2 separate regions of the Muntiacus reevesi genome follow, and region 1 is linked to region 2. The links are chromatin contacts, called in public Hi-C maps. All regions are on one chromosome and are shown on one strand. Each heading gives the region's core, a stretch centred on a gene start, on an enhancer-like site or on the middle of the called end of the contact. The rest is flanking DNA. Distances are from core to core; before and after follow the strand shown.

Region 1 (5,268 bases), core at 1,582-4,081, 490 kb after region 2:
TACTGAAGCCCGCACACCCTCGAGCCCGCACGCTGCAACTACTGAAGCCTGTGTGCTTACAAACTGTGCTCTGCAAAAAGAGAAGCCAGCACAGGGGAAAGCCCACACACTGCAACAGAGAGTAGTCACTGCTGGCTCCAACTAGAGAAAGCTTGCACAGCAACCAGGATCCAGTGCAACCCTAAAATAATGATAAACAGTAACAAAATTTAAAAACTACTATATATTCTAAAGACTGCTAAAGAACTCTGAAAGATCTTGGCCTAGATCATACTCACCTAAACAGTTCTCAAAGGAGACAGATACAGAGGTCAGGCTAAGGCTGCCAAACCACCCTAGAGGCCTTGACTTACACATTCCTACCCTATGTGTTCTGCCCTCATCTGTCCCCCACCCCTTTTTTCAAATTAAACTTCTGCCGAATTGCTCTCCCTACATCCTTCAAGAACTCTTATGACTCTTGTTTATGGCCCATGCCCCTCCAGAGTTTCCCTTCTTCTTCCCTTCCCTTCAAAGGGAAGACAGGTGTAAAGAAAAGGCTTCTTAAGGCATGACAGAACAGAGGTTACTACTGCTCCTTCCAGTTTCAGAAACACCACTGGGAAGCAAGAGGAAAAAAGAGGAAAGGAAGGAAAAAGGTTAAAAAATCACTGAATAATGGTGGTGGGGGGGAACATGGAAATGGTTATAGCTGTGGTAAACGTGCATAAACAAACTAATTAAATCACTTACTTGGCAAACACTCTGGTGTGTGTGTTGATGACATTCAAGGCTTCCTTGAAACTTCCGTTCTGGATAAGGCAAACCACTTTACAGTGCAGGGCAGTAACGTCATCTTTGTTGATCTGCAGTACTAGAGAGCAATTTTAGGGAAGCAATTTTTAAATCCATTCGCTTTGCACATTTCCACCTAAGGAAGCTACAACACCAATTTTACTGCAGCAGAAATGATTAGTCAAAATATTTTTTAAACGGCTGATCTTTAAGTTAAGAAGTGACAATAAGGAGAGCTAGTTAGCCTTTCCAGTGACATAGCTTCTCAAGATGCATGTAAAAAAATGTACAGTGAAACAAAGAATGAAGCTATTTTCTATTGCTTTTTCATCTTGGGACGCATGCTATACCCTACATATTTCATTACTTCACAGGGAAAGAAAAAAGTTCACATAGAACTTAGCAGCAAATGACAGGTTTGATTATAAGTTTGTCACTAACTGCCTTGAGGTCTTGGGCAAGTCTTTTGACTGCCAAATGTCAACTTTCTGGTTGCAAAATGAGTATGAAAGCATTACCTATTTCACAAGGTTATTAAGAAAATTACATGAGAATACTCTGTATAAATAAATTGTGTTTGTTTGTATACTGTAAAATATACAATTTATTTTGCTGGCACTATTTCCAAACACCATTCAAAATTTCCCTTTTCGGCTAATATAACTAGAAAGAAATACAAGGAAGAATTCAGTTGGCTAAGTGTCAATGCTAAAGCACTGTTCAGTGTCAAAAGGATTAGGATCACTTCTCCTGCTTTTGGGCAACTATAGGAATTCAATTCTCAGTCTAAGAATCAGAGTATTTTCTATCAATTAAGAAAATATACACTGGAGAACAAACTGACAGCTCTTGCTGATTAAAGAATGCCTGCAAAATACTACAGTGATGATTAATATTGGTAGCAGGCCTAGCCAAAGGCCAAAGTTAATTCAAAACAAGTTTAAGAATCAAATAATTCTCATTAGTAGCTATTTTCCTCAATGTGTGAAATCACAAAAAGTGCATTGTGGGCACAATCACTTCTTTTCACATTAACTCAGCAACAGATTATTGAAAATTCATACTTGTATGTTACAGACATACCTTGGTCTGTTATTACTGCTTTCAACAGTCAAACCCTGTCCAGGTAATTACATTTCTAAACCGAACAAATGCAGGCAATATCTTCAGTAAAGAATTGAGAACGACAGAGAGCATTAAAAAGCATGGCTATATTACAGTTAGGTAGTAAATGATAAAAGAATATAATGAATTGAACGTCACATCGAAGACAGTTTACTCGAAAAACGAGAGTTACTGGACAAAAAACAGAATACACCTTTCTTTTTTTGCAACATTATTTCAAATGCTAGTGCTTTCACACACACATTTTCTTGTCTAGGGACGCTGGAGGGATTCTATCTGTGGCAATGACAGGCCTAACATCCAGATCCAACCCTTCCCTCTACCCTGAGTCTGTTCAGCTTCCACTTCGTCAGCACTAGTTTTCAAATTACGTGTGCAGGTTCCTCCCCCGCGCTGGGGCCCAAAACAAAAAGCTCCCTTAGCAATACTGTCTTGATCACTCCACTACAAGGAAAGCGAAAAGCAGGCAACGTGGAGTATTTGCGAAATAAGGCGTGAAAACAACGGAGTAAAATAAAAACAGTTTACAGGAGACGTTGGGAGCTGCGGTCTCTTTAAATCCCTCCCTCGCTTCTCGCGGGGGGAGCTAAGGGAAGTACACGTGGCTCTAAGCCACCCAGGACCCAGAGCTGGCCGGGCTGAACAAATGGACTGCGACCCGCGCCCGCTGGACGTTCCGGCCCTAGCGGCCGGCTGGGGTCTCCCCTTCCCGCATCTGCTCGGAGACGGTCGCAAGGGGGCTGCATCCTCCCACCCGCCCGGCTCTGCCCCGACACTTACTCTTGTTGACGGTTTTGAGAGCGCGAGTGAAGTCACCGTTCTGGCCATAACGGTTCACTTCACTCCAAAGCGCAGGCACCGAAACCCCCCCACTGCCGCCGCTCGCCATCTTGGAGGAGAGGCGAGCCGACCTCTGCCCCGGAAGAGGATCTCGGAGGTGGGAAAGCGGAGAAGGAAGCCGGTGGTTGCTAAGCGTTTCGGAGTTCGAAGCGTCCCTATCCCGGAGTCAGCGTCGAAGACAGCGGTCGTAGTTCTTGTAGCTAGAAATTTGCGGAGATAGAGTTGGTACACCTTATATAAAGCGGGTCTGGAGGAATGAGGCGTCGGACCCCAGGAGGAGGCTGAAAAGGATTCACAGAACAGATTCAGCTAAAAGCAGCGTGCGTTTCCGGGGCGACCGCTGTGGGCGGAGAAGTGTCCAGGTCTCTAAAGGCGGAGCGAGGCAGAAGTCTGTGGAAGATGAAAGGTCTATGGCGTGATAAAATGCCAACTAGAAACTGTAGGGAACCATTTGAAAGAGTAGGAGAGAAGCGGGGAGAGAGAGTGAGAGAGAGACGACTTCTTGCTGCCTGGGCATACTTCATAGAGGTATTGCTATTTGAAGGGGATCTTGAAAGGTGATTAGGAAAACGGGTTAGTTTTGGGTCAAGTTCACGCAGAGAAGCGAGTATGAGGAGACGCACGGAAGAAAAGAATCAAGTGCCAAACAATTTGGTGAAAACCTTTTGTCTATCCTTTGTTTTGCATTTTGAGAGCAGTTAGCAGTAAGACCCGAAGGGTAATGTGTTTTGAGGTGAGAATACCCAGGTTCAGTTCCTGGCTTTGTGACTCGCTAGATGTTTCGCTTGTGAACGTTAATAGTCAAGTCCCAGTTTTCCCGGCTGTAAAAATAGAGATAATAATCATTGTTCCAGGGATAAACGATACTTCATGCCTCCTGGCATCGTAAGCACTCAAGTAGACATGGGGGCGGGGTGGAGTTTTTGTAAGACTTTAAGATGTGTTTGAATGTCAGGACAGAATACTGTCGAATATTTTAATGTTTGTTATTTTTAAATTTTTTTGTTTATTCATATAAGACCTGTGGCAGGTCTTAGTTGTGGCGGGGTGGGGTCGTCCGGTGTTTTCGTGGCGGGTGTATGGGATCTAGTTCCCTGACCAGGATCAAACCCAACCCCCTGCACTGGGAGCTCCGAGTTTTTGCCACTGGATCACCAAGGGAAGACCTTGTTGGGTACTCTTGATGAGAATGACTGAACATTTTATTGAACGCTTAGCCTGCACTCATTTCTTGTCCCGATTCTACCGGTTCCTGCCACTGTCCTGCCCGCTCTTTACCAGCAATCTAGCTCATTCTTTTTCATCCTTCAGTATTTCTGTTATCTTATCCGGTCCTAGGTTAAAAGTTACCTCTTTTGTCTTTGCAAACTATGCAAGGTTCCTCATTACAGGCTCTAATGGAGTTCTCTACTTCTGAGCACTGCTCATTGTTTAAGGCCTCTCTCCAGATGGACTATATTTTTCTTGTTTACTGTAGCATCCCTAGTATCTAGCCCACATCCTGGCATATAGTTGGTACTCAACTTTTTAACTGAATGAGTTTTTGCTTATTTCTCCCCTGATCTGAGTTCCTTGTGAACAGAAACTGTGTCCAGCTCATGGCCACTGCTATCTTTACTGTACCACCTTGCTAGGTTAACAACTCTTCCCCAACTGTTTGAAGTTGTGAGAAGTTAAATGCAAAAAGCTCCACTGAAAGTAAGTTTTCATTGGCTTTCTGAGGACTACTGGGCTGAAGATGGCAGGGAGAAACTGTGAATGTCCCATGGCATGGCATGTTTTATTCAAGTCATATCATGCTTTGTGCTTATTTTCCTATTTTTAGAGATTAAATCAGCTGAAGGGATATCAAATTCAAGGTAATTTTCGTGGAACCAGTTCCACTCATTCTATCCTCTACAGTCAGCCAAATGAAATTTCTACATGATGCATTCATGTGCTAGGATGTACTTTACATACATTGACTCGTTTAATTCACATCATCACTTGAGATAGGTAGTATTAGTCCCACTTTACACATAAGGAAATGGGGGCACAAAAAATTTAAATAACTTGTTGAAGGTCACATCTCAACTGGATAACTGGATACAGTTAACTTTTTTTTTCTTATTTATTTACAGTTAACTTCTTAACCAATCTCCTTTAGTCCACATAACAGTAGAGAATGCTTTGAAACCTGTTGAACACATTATGTCATCTCCTGCTCAAACCTACCAATAGTTTTTCCTGTCACACTTCAGGGTGGCCCATAGACCCTAAGAGATCTAGTTTTCGTTTCCATCTACATTTCCTTCCACTCTTAACCCTTCCCTTGCCCACAGGGCTCCAGCAGTATCAGCATGTTTGCAGGTCCTCAAAAAGGCAAAGCTATTTTACTTTCTGTTCCTTTAGTCTGGGAAGCTACATCCCCGTATCTTTGCATAGCTTGCTCTTTACATCCTGCCCTGCTTGCCTCAAACACATCCCTCATACCCAGTCACCGCCCTCTTACCCTGGGTATTCTTCATGTGCACTTATGCCTCCTCGCAC
Region 2 (4,641 bases), core at 222-2,721:
GTGGGTTGCCGTTTCCTTCTCCAGGGGATCTTTCCGACCCAGGGATCGAACCCGGGTCTCCCACATTGTAGGTAGACGCTTTACTGTCTGAGCTACCGGGAATGCCAAACTAGATCAAACTCTGCCCCACCTCCACATACACACATATACAGAAACTATATTCTTTGTCCCCGGTGTAGTTCCAGAACTTAGCGCAATGTTTGGCACAGGCTGACGCTCAAAAACTATTCAACAAATCCACTAGCGCTGGCCTTAACGACCCAGAGGATTCGGGTGAAGAGGGAGGTGGGAGGGGGGATCGGGATGGGGAATACATGTAAATCCATGGCTGATTCATGTCAATGTATGGCAAAAACCACTACAATACTGTGAAGTAATTAGCCTCCAACTAATAAAAATAAATGAAGAAAGAAAAGAAAAGGAGCTCTGCTTCAGACGAAATCAAAACTGTACCTGTCGTATGGTTCTGCAGGCTACTTTCAATACGGGAAGGCAGTATCAGGTTGAACCAAGAGAACAAGAGTCCTCCTGACCGAGATCATAAAGGCTACGTTCCCCGCACCCTCCACCTCTCAAAATCTCGGATCCGGCCTGAGGATGTGGGGAAACGGCTGGGGACGTGGTGGGGGAGGCTGGGGAGGGGGCCGCAAATCCTTCACTCGTCCAACTCCCAACGCTTCCCCCCTTTAAATGTGTCGCTGAGGAGTGCCCTGACTGGTCACCTACCCTCGTCCGCGTCATACATCTTGGCAAACGGTTCCCGAGCCCCTCAATCTCGAAATCACACACAGAAAGGCGCGTAGCTGCCACCGACCACAGCGGAGTGAGGCGAAGTAATTTCCGTCTCCGGCGTTCCCAGAATACTCTGCGTCCCACGCGAAGCCCCGCCCAAAAAGGCTCCAGTTAAGGTCTGCGCCTGCGCGAAGGGCAGGGGGGAAAAAAAAAAAAAAAGGTGGTTAAGGGTTAGTATTGCACATGCGCGGTTTATGGGTTGAGGTTTCCTCTTCTTGAGTGGGAGAACCGCTGCTTACTGTCTCCGAGCTGGCTCCTGCAAATGAAGCTTTGTTTTCTAGTGTTGCACAAATAATGGCACCAAAAAAAAGAAAGAAAGATTTAATAATAAAAGATTTAATTGTCCCCGTGCTCTATTTTTTTCAGTTCCAAAGATTTAAAAACACGAAGATTTTAAGAAGGATTTGTGTACACCAACTATGTGTCATATTTTTTAGAAAAAAAAATGTTTAAGAAATGTGATTTTAATGCTGTTGCACGAATAATGAATGATACCCGAAAAAAGCCAAGCGGATGTATTAATAAAAGGTTTTAATTGTGGCTGTAAGTCTCCGACATTCGATTTTTAATTTTCCAGTTGAAAAGACAAACACGTAGCTTCTAACAATGTGATTTCTTAACAGCAGGTGGTGCCAGGGACAGCGCGTTAAACAAGTCTGAAAGTGGATAAACCCTCACTAACTAGCCTATTCGACCGACCTACGCTAAGCTAAGTCCCCGGTTTCGCTTTAAGTAGGTTTCTGGGCCACAGAGCCTTCATCGCGGGAACTCGCGAGATTAGACGTGGAAGGAGGCGCTTCAGTGCGACGCTGACGAATGACAGCTCTCAGGTCCTCCCGGCCTGTCTCTGCAGTTTTACGCTCATCTGGGGCCACAGTGCACGTGCGAAAAGGTGGCTCCGCCCCTTTGCCCACTGCTGCATTTCTCATGCTGCCCGCGCGCCTAGCTCGCAGGCTTCTTTGCGGCTTCTTGCGGGGACCCACTCCCACTGTAACGCGCCACGGCGTCCGCGAGACGCTCCTCCAGAGGAGATGCGCTACCGATTCCTCCCCCCGACACCCAGCGGGCCTGGGACGTGGCCTTCCTCGTGGCGCGACGGCGACTGGGGGTGACCAAGGAGGGGCTGACCTGGAGGAGAGTTTTCTGTTCCCTGAGTACGTCCCGGATTCGGAATCGGAAGCGACCCTCCAAGACCAGCTGCGGGAGCTGCAGCAGCGGCAGGAGGAGGAGGAGAAACGGATAGAGCAGCGGCGGGAGGAGAGGCGGCAGCGGAAGTTAGGCGCCGGTCGGCGGGTGCACCCAGCGGTGGGGCACCCGGACCCGACGGTGCCGCCCAGCGGCCAGAACTGTTCTGGCTGCGGTGCGGAGCTGCACTGCCAGGACCCCGGCGTGCCCGGCTACCTGCCCAGCGAGAAGTTTAACAGCGCGGTAGCGGAGGAAGGGGGACTGGAGCGGACCGTTTGCCAGCGGTGCTGGCTGCTGGTGCATCACCGGCGCGCCCTGCGCCTTCAGGTGAGCCAGGAGCAGTTCCTGGAGCTGGTGAGCGCCGCGTTGCGGCGGCCCGAACCCGCCCTGGTGCTGTACATGGTGGACCTGCTGGATCTGCCCGACGCCCTGCTGCCCCACCTGCCCGCCCTGGTGGGCCCCAAGCAACTGATCGTGCTGGGAAACAAGGTGGACCTGCTGCCCCAGGACACTCCCAACTACCGGCAGCGGCTCCGGGAGCGAATGTGGGACGAATGTATCGGCGCCGGGCTCCTGCCGCCTCGCGGCTACCGAAGACCTCAACATCCCAGTGGGGACCGGCCACGGGACGGGGAGGACAACGCGAATCTTCCATCGAAGTCCAGCACGGTGCTCAGAGACGTGAGGCTCATCAGCGCCAAGACGGGTTATGGAGTTGAGGAGTTGATCTCCGCACTCCAGCGCTCCTGGCGCTACCGCGGCGACGTCTACCTGGTTGGCGCCACCAACGCTGGCAAATCCACTCTTTTCAATACGCTTCTGGAGTCCGATTATTGCATCGCCAAGGGCTCTGAAGCTATCGACAGGGCCACCATCTCCCCTTGGCCTGGTGAGCGTCCCCTTCGTATTCTGAGAAGCTGGTAGCCTGATCGTGATTCACTCTCCCTAGTCATGTACTCTTCCTTAATGTCCATCAGGAGCTGGTGGGAGGCTTCCCTTTAAAAATTCTCTACCTTCTTTGTTCACATTTCTCTTCCGTGGCAGCTTAGTGCTTGCAAAGTCAGTATATGTTGTAACTTTTGAATTCAAAAGAAATAGAAATACTCAGTATTCCTGTGTTCAAGCCACTGTTCTAAGCACTGTAGGTGAACCAGAGGACAAACCAGTGTTTGCTCTCTTGAAGGTTTCCCTTGTAGTTTTAGTCCTTTGTAAGTTTCTCCAGAAAGTCCTTTTACTTTGTGGAGAAAAGTCTCCTTCCATCCCTCAGTCTTACCCTTCATATCTTGAGTTTACTCATGAGAATTCTATACAGATTTAACATATGAATAATTCACTGATGCAATATGATGTGTGGCTTTGTTGAAAATAAAAGTCAACTTTGTGGCTCCAAGAAACACCTGTAGTAATTGCAGAATGAATCCTTCTGTGACCTGTTTTTATGTAACAGTTGGCAAAATGACCTACTTCATTTGTTCCTTTGAAAGCAGTGTTTAACTTTGCATGGTAAACTGTATTCTCTGTCCTGGACTTTGGGAGACTTATGCACAGAAGTGCTTTTTATATCAGTTAGTAGTATGCAGAAGATGGAAAGAGATCAGGCCTATACATTTGGCATTCATATCCTAGTTGAGCCTGTGAGGCAGTCTTTGAGCCTATTGCCTTAACTGTAGAGTAAGAATAATTTTGTAGAGGGACTATCCCCTGGAGAAGGCAATGGCAACCCACTCCAGTACTCTTGCCTAGAAAACTCCATGGATGGAGGAGCCTAGTGGATACAGTCCATGGGGTTGCCAAGAGTCGGACATGACTGAGCCACTTCACTTTCATCTTTGTCATGAAAGTGAAGAGAAATAATCACAGTACTCAAGACAGTATAGGTCATCTTAAATGTTTTATTCCATTTTCCTGTACAGTGTTTATAACAGTGTATGTATTTGGTATTTCAGGTACTACATTAAACCTTCTGAAGTTTCCTATTTGTAACCCAACTCCTTACAGAATGTTTCAAAGGCAAGAAAGGCTTAAAAGAGATGCAACTGAAGCAGAAGAAAATCTTAGTCAACAAGAACAAAATAAACTGAATCTCTTAAAAAAGCATGGTTATTTAGTAGGTAAGTGTCTTCTATAGGAAAACTAGTGTAACTCTATGCTAAAATTTTTTGTTGAGCATCTTTGAAATACAGCTCTCTAGGGCTAGCCAGTTTTTTATGGGAAAAGACACTTCCTCTTTTTAGAACATAGAGACCTTTTAAAGGCAAGGCTGTTGTTTGGAAGTCCAGAATTCATTGCACTGGGAAAATTGCGACGGTAGCTACTTGAAGAAATCCAGGAAAGGAAATGTGAATAAGTGCCTATCTGGCTGTTGTTGGAAGTAGAAGTATCTGTACTAAGATACCAGCCCCCTACTTGCAAACCATACACGTTGTTGAACTGTAACAGCTTTAAATTGGATTGTCCCCCTTTCCTTGGTATCTCTTTCCAACCTCTATTTACGAAAAACTGATTTCCAACACTCTTCTCCTCCACCAGATGTGTACAGCCAGCCACACGCATTTCATCATCGCAAGAGTCTGACTCCGGGTGCATTCAGAAACAGCAAAAGTATCACTGTAGTCTCACTTCCCTCCAAACACCATAGTTAGTCTTAGTAACTTGTTTGAAGCA

What was found. Hi-C and Micro-C count contacts between places; a contact is called where the count stands out from the background.
Region 1: a contact with region 2 is called in a Hi-C map of muscle, with 6 times the contacts expected there. The contact joins the promoter of SRP72 here to the promoter of LOC136153033 in region 2. A contact is called at or near these places in 2 of 3 Hi-C or Micro-C datasets (blood and muscle).

The regions. Positions count from the first base shown.
Region 1 is chr22:42,590,222-42,595,489 of mMunRee1.1, forward strand. It overlaps SRP72 (signal recognition particle 72), which reads right to left and starts at 2,832. Exons shown (of 19, transcript XM_065914209.1): 1 at 2,680-2,832; 2 at 733-853. The coding sequence starts at 2,788.
Region 2 is chr22:42,097,591-42,102,231 of mMunRee1.1, forward strand. LOC136153033 (nitric oxide-associated protein 1) reads left to right here and starts at 1,472. Exons shown (of 7, transcript XM_065914675.1): 1 at 1,472-2,866; 2 at 3,924-4,088. The coding sequence starts at 1,609. It overlaps POLR2B (RNA polymerase II subunit B), which reads right to left and starts at 2,044. Exons shown (of 26, transcript XM_065914674.1): 1 at 1,921-2,044; 2 at 727-916. The coding sequence starts at 745.